2 separate regions of the Oncorhynchus mykiss genome follow, and region 2 is linked to region 1. Evidence: chromatin contacts called from public Hi-C data. All regions are on one chromosome and are shown on one strand. Each heading gives the region's core, a stretch centred on a gene start, on an enhancer-like site or on the middle of the called end of the contact. The rest is flanking DNA. Distances are from core to core; before and after follow the strand shown. Region 1 holds the start of LOC110500221 (vesicle transport protein GOT1B). Region 2 holds the start of LOC110500275 (transcription initiation factor TFIID subunit 3).

Region 1 (4,350 bases), core at 1,374-3,873:
GAACAAAGTCCCCATTACAAATAGAGTTAAGCGATGTAATACCCTCCAATCCAAAGGTTGTCACTGTTATACCATATTGTTGCTGTCGCTGACTTTGTCCACCAACTGAAGAAGAGAGAATTTGATTATTAGTAAACCACAATCTTACCAATTCAGGGGCTGGTTTCCCGGCCACAGATTAAGCCTAGTCGTAGACTAAAAATCAAGCTCAACGGAGAATCTCCATTTAAGGACTTTTTATTCAAGGACTAGGCTTAATGTGCATCTGGAACCGCCCTGAGGACAGGCACAGTGATGAAAAAAAGCAATGAGACAAAAACAGCTGACTGACAATTCTATGAACTTTGCCACATTACACACAGCAAATTAATGTGATACTTACTCCACTAATCCCTGGGAGGTTGAGTATGGACCCGAGGACAGGCACCCTCCTGATGAAGCCTACTGCCACTGGGAAAAAGCCCCTGGAAAAGAGAAGAGAGTGGCATATAGAGGTGAGAGACTGAGGAGGACTATCATTTAGGGTGAAATTCAAAAGTATATTTCTTGATTCATCACATCCTTGGTACATCACACCCCCACCTTCCCAAAATATCAGAGGGAAGCGAAACGGGAGAGCACTGGAGGAGAATGTTTCTCCTCCAAAGCTCTAATCGCTTCCCTCTGATATTTTGATTAGACAAGGAGAGAGGAAGCAAGGAAAAAAACTTGAGATTAGCCCATTTTTTTTTAACCAATTTTCATTTCAGACCAACTCACCTGAATAAGAGGAAAAATCCATAGATCTCCAGCACCACTCCAATGATGGGCCAGCCAATCAGAACCACGACCACGCCCCCCAGGAAGAAACTGGTGGCTTTAAATTTGTGTCTCTGGAAGAAGAATTTGAAGGTACGCTCCAAGCCGATGACAAAGGCTAGGCCTGCTACAAACAATATCTGACACACAAACACAGGGACAATAAATTAACAGAGGATTGGCAGTACTAGCCTGGCTGCATCCAAACTTCTTATAGGCACTTTAGTATTGCCAGTGTAACAGTATAGCTTTTAGTCCCTCTCCTCCCTGGGCTCGAACCAGGAACACATCGACAATTAGCGCGCGCTAACTAGCTAGCCATTTCACTTCAGTTATACCAGCCTCATCTCGGGAGTTGATAGGCGTGAAGTCATAAACAGCGCAATGCTTGACGCACAACGAAGAGCTGCTGGCAAAACGCACGAAAGTGCTGTTTGAATGAATGTTTACGCGCCTGCTTCTGCCTACCACCGCTCAATCAGATTATATGCAACGCAGGACACGCTAGATAATATCTAGTAATATCATCAACCATGTGTAGTTAACTAGTGATTATGATTGATTGTTGTTTAGAGTGCACCTGTGTAATGATCATGCTGTTTAATCAGCTTCTTGATATGTCACAACTGTCAGGTGGACGGATTATCTTGACAAAATATAAATGTTCACTAACAGGGATATAAACAAAATGTTGCCAAAAAGAGAGTAATAAGCTTTTTGTGCATATGGAACATTTCCGGGACCTTTTATTTCAGCTCAAGAAACATGGGACCAACACTTTACATGTTGAGTTCATATTTTTGTTTTGTGTTGCTACAGTTGTTTCACTTCAACAACGGTGAGGTAAAAGGCAGTGAAATCATTTTGGATGCAAAGCTAGTGCAATACAGTATGTCTTATCACTTAATTTAGCTATGCGAACTGCTGGAGGTCACATACCAATAATACAAGCTAGACAGGTCCTGACACGGTGGTTTGATCAGAAACCCTGACATATACTGCCGCTAAGGAAGTGTCGCCATGCATTACAACAGAGAATCATCAAAGGCCTCCACAACAATAGCTGAAAGGGTTTCTTCCAGAGAGGAAGGAGTATAGCAGCAGAAATGAGGCCGTGTTGTTACTTTACCATAAAGAAAGCTGGTGCACATACACACAGAGGGGAATCTATGGCATACGTCATAACATTCTGATTATGTAGGCTTGGGCTGTAACTCACATTTCCAATGGCAAGAAGAGCTTTGTCAAAAAACAGGACCATACCGAAGAAGAGGAAGAACACGCCGAAGCCTGTCAACCCCATCCCGATCTCTGTGGAGCCAAAATAGATGTTAATACATAGTTCATTTACGCTTTCCATTGACATTGGATTGACACCTCCATCCATCCATCCATATGGCACTCAGTCTGCAGATCAGGGAGATCAGGGAACTCATGAGCTAGCTACGAACTACAGTACAGATTCTTCTAACTAGCGATGCCTAGCTGCAATGATATGACTAGCATTGAAGCTCATAAAATAGGGCGATGGGCCCAACTGGTCCCATTCATTAAATTATAGCTAGCTAGCTAGAAGAAGTAGTTCACAAAGCGAAAAAACAAGCTTAAAACATTTCATTTATAAATTAAAATGGTCTTACTTTGTGAATCCGTTAGAGAGATCATTTTGGCTGCAGTGTAGCAATTGGCCAATAACTACTGCTCATTCAATAATCGTTAGATAGCTTCTAGCAGTCTCTGTTGTGTGAAGCTTGTTGACAGCAGAGGAGAAAAGCTGGAGCCACGTCTTCTGGATCGACGCATGTACGCTCAAATGATACGTTCGCAGGAATCAGTTATGCGCAATGCTGCGTAAAGACTATCTTTATGGGAAATGTTGTTATCATTGTGGAAACTACAATACCCAAGCGTACCAATTTATTTATCTAGCTTTATCTCGGGCAGGGACCTGTGTTTACACAATGTCCTCGTTAGAAATACTCTTGAACAAGTAACGTATATAATTTTCGACAAAGTTTTTACCGATAACTGCAAACATGAACACCATTTTTGCAGTACTTCTTGTTTTTGTTGGGTGCTGCAGCAATGTTGTGTTTCTGGAACTACTTGTAAGGTCAGTTATGAACTGAACGAATGAACTATTGACTGCGCTAGACTAGGCTACTAGCTTCCATGGTTAAATTAGGTTCAATCTTTTCAGTATTTCTGCATTCTTTGGTTGTATAGCTAAGATGATGTTTCGCTTACATTACACTAATATATTATGTAGGCTAGCATATTTCCTACTAATTTATACGATTCATACACACTGTTAATGCATTCTGCCTTCTCCCAGAAAGTTTCCAGGATGTGGCAACATTGTGACCTTTGCTCAATTTGCCTTCATTGCATTGGAGGGGTTCATCTTCGAGACGAACTTTGGAAGAAAGAAACCAGCTATTCCAATGAGGTAGCCTAACGTCCTAATGTCTAGTTATCATTTTGTTGTCTGTCTGCGTGTCTGTCCGTCTGCCGGCCTGTCTGTCTGTATGTCTATTAAGAATGAGATGAGAAGCACAGTTTTCATTTAAACGTTGTGTTTATTTCTTCTTTATAGCAACTATGTGATCATGGTGACCATGTTCTTCACAGTCAGTGTGATCAACAACTATGCCCTCAACTTCAATATCGCTATGCCTCTGCACATGATCTTCAGATCTGTAAGTATATCAATTTCCTTAGTCCAAATCAATTTCCTGATAGCCTAACTTTAACTCAATGTCTGATGCCTCATACCACCTATTACCATTTAAAATCTCTTATTGGTTGACTAAGTGTGTGCTTTGTGTGTTATATCTCCACAGGGATCATTAATAGCTAATATGATCCTGGGTATAATAATTCTGAAGAAAAGGTATACATCCCTGCCTAATATCTCTTGCCCTGGCAGTCTTTATATATACCCCCCCCCCCCCCCCTCTCTCTTACATCACAACCCTTTAAACTCGTTTAGCATGTTAGAATGTAGATGTTGCTAAAAAGACACCCTAGAGCCATTATTTTGATAGATGAATGCTTTGCATTTCAGTTGTATTAAGTGTTGCATCATGGGAATGTGCTGCTGCTTTTGTCACTATGTTGCATGCTCAGACTGCTGTTTATAATTATGAGCTTAACTATATTTTTTATAGATCTTATAGCTAATCTGGTTATCCAAACTCTGATAGGAAGTTTCTAAAACCAGGTACTGCATCTTTTCCCCTGCAGGTATTCAATGAGTAAATATCTCTCCATAGCGATGGTGTCTCTGGGTATCTTCATATGCACCATTATGTCCGCCAGACAAGTGGTGAGGTCCTCATTAACATGTTTCTGTTCAACCACACACTTTTCTTCCATATAAAGTGCATTGTGGGTTGCAGCTTCACAGTTGTGTTGTAGCAGAGTTGTTAGTAAGATTGTTACACAGTTACAACACTTCGTTACACATCTACTCTACATGTTCATAGTGTACAGTGAGATCTTTAGCTCCAACACAGAACAACATAATACATTACACTGTGCTATTTAGTG
Region 2 (4,113 bases), core at 1,009-3,508, 160 kb after region 1:
CCTGTTGTATTCAGCATTTCACTGTAAGGTCTACTACAGCTGTTGTATTCAGCATTTCACTATAAGGTCTACTACACCTGTTGTATTCAGCATTTCACTGTAAGGTCTACTACACCTGTTGTATTCAGCATTTCACTGTAAGGTCTACTACACCTGTTGTATTCAGCATTTCACTGTAAGGTCTACTACACCTGTTGTATTCAGCATTTCACTGTAAGGACTACTACACCTGTTGTATTCAGCATTTCACTGTAAGGTCTACTACACCTGTTGTATTCAGCATTTCACTGTAAGGTCTACTACACCTGTTGTATTCAGCATTTCACTGTCAGGTCTACTACACCTGTTGTATTCAGCATTTCACTGTAAGGTCTACTACACCTGTTGTATTCGGCGCACGTGACAAATAAACGTGGATTTGATTACTTAATTTCTTTGACAGTAAAACAGTGGTGTCAGTTTTTGAGTATCTCAAACTCAGCTGTGCCTCAACTATAATAATGAAATGTGACAGCATAGATAACATAACATGTCACTTACTCTATATCTGTGTGACAACATAGATAATAGAACATGTAACTAACTCTATATTTGTGTGATAGCACCACATGATGTGGGCTGTTTTAGAACCATTTTCATTAGTTGGATTCCGTTACAAAACATTTGGTTTACTACAAACAGAAAACGTTTTGCAACGGGAAAACAAGTTTCTATTGGACAAATTCAGGTAGGTCCCTCCCCGTTTGGTTCCGATTGGGTTCTAGAGTAAATGGTAAACGGTATCCATTGCAAAACGTTTTGCAAAGGATGAAACGTTTTGCAACGGAATTTGAATAATGAATACTGCCCAGGTTAATACCCTTTCCACACTACTGATCTGAGTTGAGCCAATTACTGGGCTGGCCTAGTTAAGGCTTGACCAAAAGAAAACAGGACAGGCATGATAGCATGAAAATGGTCATCTTGTGTGCCTTCGCTTACGTCTTCCAGTGGTGTGATGGAAGCGCTCTCTGCTCCATAGTACGAGTTCCTGTCCATATGAAGCACCTTCTTCCCCTTTACTGACATAATGCCAGACAGAATGCATTCCTTAGGAAATAAATAGATAGAAGTCAGATAGGTAAATTCGTTAAACAACAAAAAATAAATGTATAAAAGTGATATTTTATGTTTTAGACAGATGTTTAAAGAACAATGTAAACAGTATAACAGCTAACACCACAACTAGCTAAACTGGCTACTAGTAGCTAGCTAGTGTAGCCAACTAGCTAACGTTAGCTACATTTTACCAAATATATTTTTTATAACTAAACCAAGATAGACCACAGCCTGTCGTTTCCAATGTGAACACGTGAGCCATAGTGGGCAGAACAAGCAAGGAGGGGTGAAGAGTCAGGGACGTGTGAGCGAAATCCTATTGGCGCGTTCTACCATCATCTGCATATTTCCGTTAGGGAACGCTTAATAGCTCATTTCGCCTTTGCGTTCCTTCTAAACAACAATAATTAAAATAAAATAAAAACGTTCACAAAGGGTAAAGTCTACAAACCTTGGTCCACTATGTTCATAGCATATTTTAGTTTTGGCTACAGAAAACTGTATTGAGATCAAATGTTTTTGTCGATAAGAATTTGCAGAATTTCGGCCAAAATCCATCTCCTCCCACTGCCCGCCAGTGGGCTTCCTCTCACTGCCATATTTGGTAGTGAGTGGAAACGCCAAGCGGATGCTTCACATTTATACATCCTGTGAAATATCTGTCTCATTGTTCTGTGATTTTACTCTAGTTGAAAATAACAGGAAATACTAGTTATTGTACGTGAGCTGTCACTTGTTGTAGACTGTGGAAAGTATCAACACACACAGATAACACTACTGAAAAACAAAGCAGACACATTTCTGAAAATAACTTAAAATGGATATCTAACTAAACAGAAAGCAAGCTCATTTAGCACTAGTTAGCCATGACATTAGCCTACACACCTAACTGTGACATGTCATGCATGAGCATGCTTCGACTATTGGAAGTTCGTACTATTGCTTTGTCCATTTTCTCACCGTTAACCCGGTACCGAGAACGATAACATCATATTCTTCATCCATAGCTGAGTGTCCTTCTTTACTTTATTCCTACGGTTATTTATGTCAGGGAAAATGGAATGGCTGTTTGGTAGTTGAAAAGTTTTCCGGCTGCGCAGCGTAGGTAATGATCCCTGCGAACGTACCTTTCTTCTGTGGGTTGTCCCATGTTTTTGCGCATGTCAAATCGATGGTTTTGTCGGTGGAAACAAGATGGCGGCTCTGACAAGACCGCCAACATATTTACTCGAATAGATGTCAAAATTAACCCTCATCGAGCGTTTTGTTCGCGACCTGCATGTATTTCATGCATCATGAAGACCAGGAAGATGTTCTATAGTAGGGATTGACGAAGCCACGACCGTTACTAAAGTCAGCGTGATGTGCGAGAGCTATGCCCGCTCGCTGCTGCGTGTGTCGGTGGCGCAGATCTGCCAAGCGTTGGGCTGGGATGCGGTGCAGCTCACCGCCTGCGACCTGCTTTCCGATGTTCTGCACAGATATATCCAGCAGTTGGCCAGGGGTTGTCATCGATATTCGGAGCTCTGTAAGTACTGTATTTCTGAAATGTCTACTTGAAGTGAAAGTGATCTGGCTAGGTATTGAGTCACGTTGTTTATGTGACTAAGCGCCCCCTCCAACCGAGGCCTAACGTTAGTTCTAATAATATACATTTTCAGTAAACATAACCAAGCTGCTAACCAACTATGTTAGTAAGCCACATTATGTAATCAATGACCAGACTTGGTTATGTTTGCGAGTATACATTTTCTAAGTATTGCATGTATGTAGCTGTTAGCTTAATTGTGTATGTTTTGGCCATGTGTATTTGTGTTTCTCTAAAAACCTGTCATGCTGTGTCCGACATGGTTAGCTCAGATGTCAACACAGGGGAGTGTTCAACATGGCAGAGAAGGAAAACAGTGTGGTATCTCATTTTAGAATGGCTTTTAAGAAAATACTGTCCTATAAATGTAGTAGGTTTGTCAATAATTGTACAGGATGAAATTACAGAAAAGTAACTATATGCTGACGACATAACAGCTAATGGTTTAGGATATCTTCATTTTGGCTCAATCAAACCAGGATTTAAGAAAGAGGAGGATCTGTTTGACAAAGGAAATACTGTATGCAGACAAGTCCTGGTATGGCATGATCCTTGTTGTCCATTCAGTCTCACCCCTTGGGTTTGATCCTTAGGAAGATGCATGTAAAAGAAGGCCTTTCGTTTTGATGTCTCATGCATTCTCCTGTCTGTTCCTAGATGGGAGAACAGACCCAGTGCTGGATGACGTAGGCCAGGCATTTAGGCTGCTGGGGGTGAGTCTATCTGAGCTGGAGGACTATGTCCACAACCTGGAGCCCGTAGGGTTCGCCCAGCAGACGCCCCTCTTCCCCCTCAGCAAGAACAACGTGCTGCAGTTCCCTCAGCCTGGAGTGGGGGTCCGGTGGGACGCAGAGGAGAGGAAGGACTACATTCCAGATTATATGCCACCCTTGGTCTCACTACAGGAAGGTAAGGCTGTAGCATTGTGTGTGTTTGTGTTACACAACGTACCTCTATGGAGAACAGTTGTGCGTGGAGAATGTTGTGAGATACGGATGATGGGGAGAGGATGCTTCTGTTTTTGTGTGTTTATGGGGTTTTGTCAAACAGATAATGTTTTTATCCTTGACCTTTAATTCAATGCCAATCAGACCCTAGAAGATTTAGTGATTGATTTAACTCAGTATTATATATCTCTCTCTCTTTCTCAACTGCAGAAGAGGAGGAAGCCCTGGCTGACATGGGCACCTCTGCTGAGGCCATGCAGGTCCCGCTGGACGATACCGACGAGGATATGGATGATGACGAGGCGGTGAACGATGAGAACCACCCTGTGAAGAGACACCTGGACAGCCCCGACGCCGCCATGGGTATGATGCCCACCTCCAAGAGGCCTCGCATGCACTCTGGCTTCAGCCCCGACTGGAGCATGGAGCCCAGGGAGCCCCTCACCTCCCTCAACCCCCAGCGTGTTCCTCCAGGCATGA

Evidence for each region. A called contact is a pair of places that touch in the nucleus more often than the background predicts.
Region 2: a Hi-C map of liver shows a contact between it and region 1, with 8 times the contacts expected there. The contact joins the promoter of LOC110500275 here to the promoter of LOC110500221 in region 1. A contact is called at or near these places in 2 of 3 Hi-C or Micro-C datasets (blood and liver).

Annotation. Positions count from the first base shown.
Region 1 is chr2:94,526,985-94,531,334 of USDA_OmykA_1.1, forward strand. It overlaps LOC110500221 (vesicle transport protein GOT1B), which reads right to left and starts at 2,624. Exons shown (of 6, transcript XM_021577466.2): 1 at 2,439-2,624; 2 at 2,018-2,109; 3 at 760-938; 4 at 383-464; 5 at 43-105. The coding sequence starts at 2,463. The coding sequence ends at 67. It overlaps LOC110500215 (UDP-xylose and UDP-N-acetylglucosamine transporter), which reads left to right and starts at 2,657. Exons shown (of 10, transcript XM_021577436.2): 1 at 2,657-2,911; 2 at 3,138-3,247; 3 at 3,395-3,497; 4 at 3,642-3,691; 5 at 4,045-4,126. The coding sequence starts at 2,672.
Region 2 is chr2:94,684,587-94,688,699 of USDA_OmykA_1.1, forward strand. It overlaps LOC110500275 (transcription initiation factor TFIID subunit 3), which reads left to right and starts at 2,259. Exons shown (of 7, transcript XM_021577568.2): 1 at 2,259-2,626; 2 at 3,344-3,595; 3 at 3,844-4,113. The coding sequence starts at 2,461. It overlaps LOC110500283 (rab GDP dissociation inhibitor beta), which reads right to left and starts at 2,235. Exons shown (of 11, transcript XM_021577580.2): 1 at 2,059-2,235; 2 at 982-1,089. The coding sequence starts at 2,103.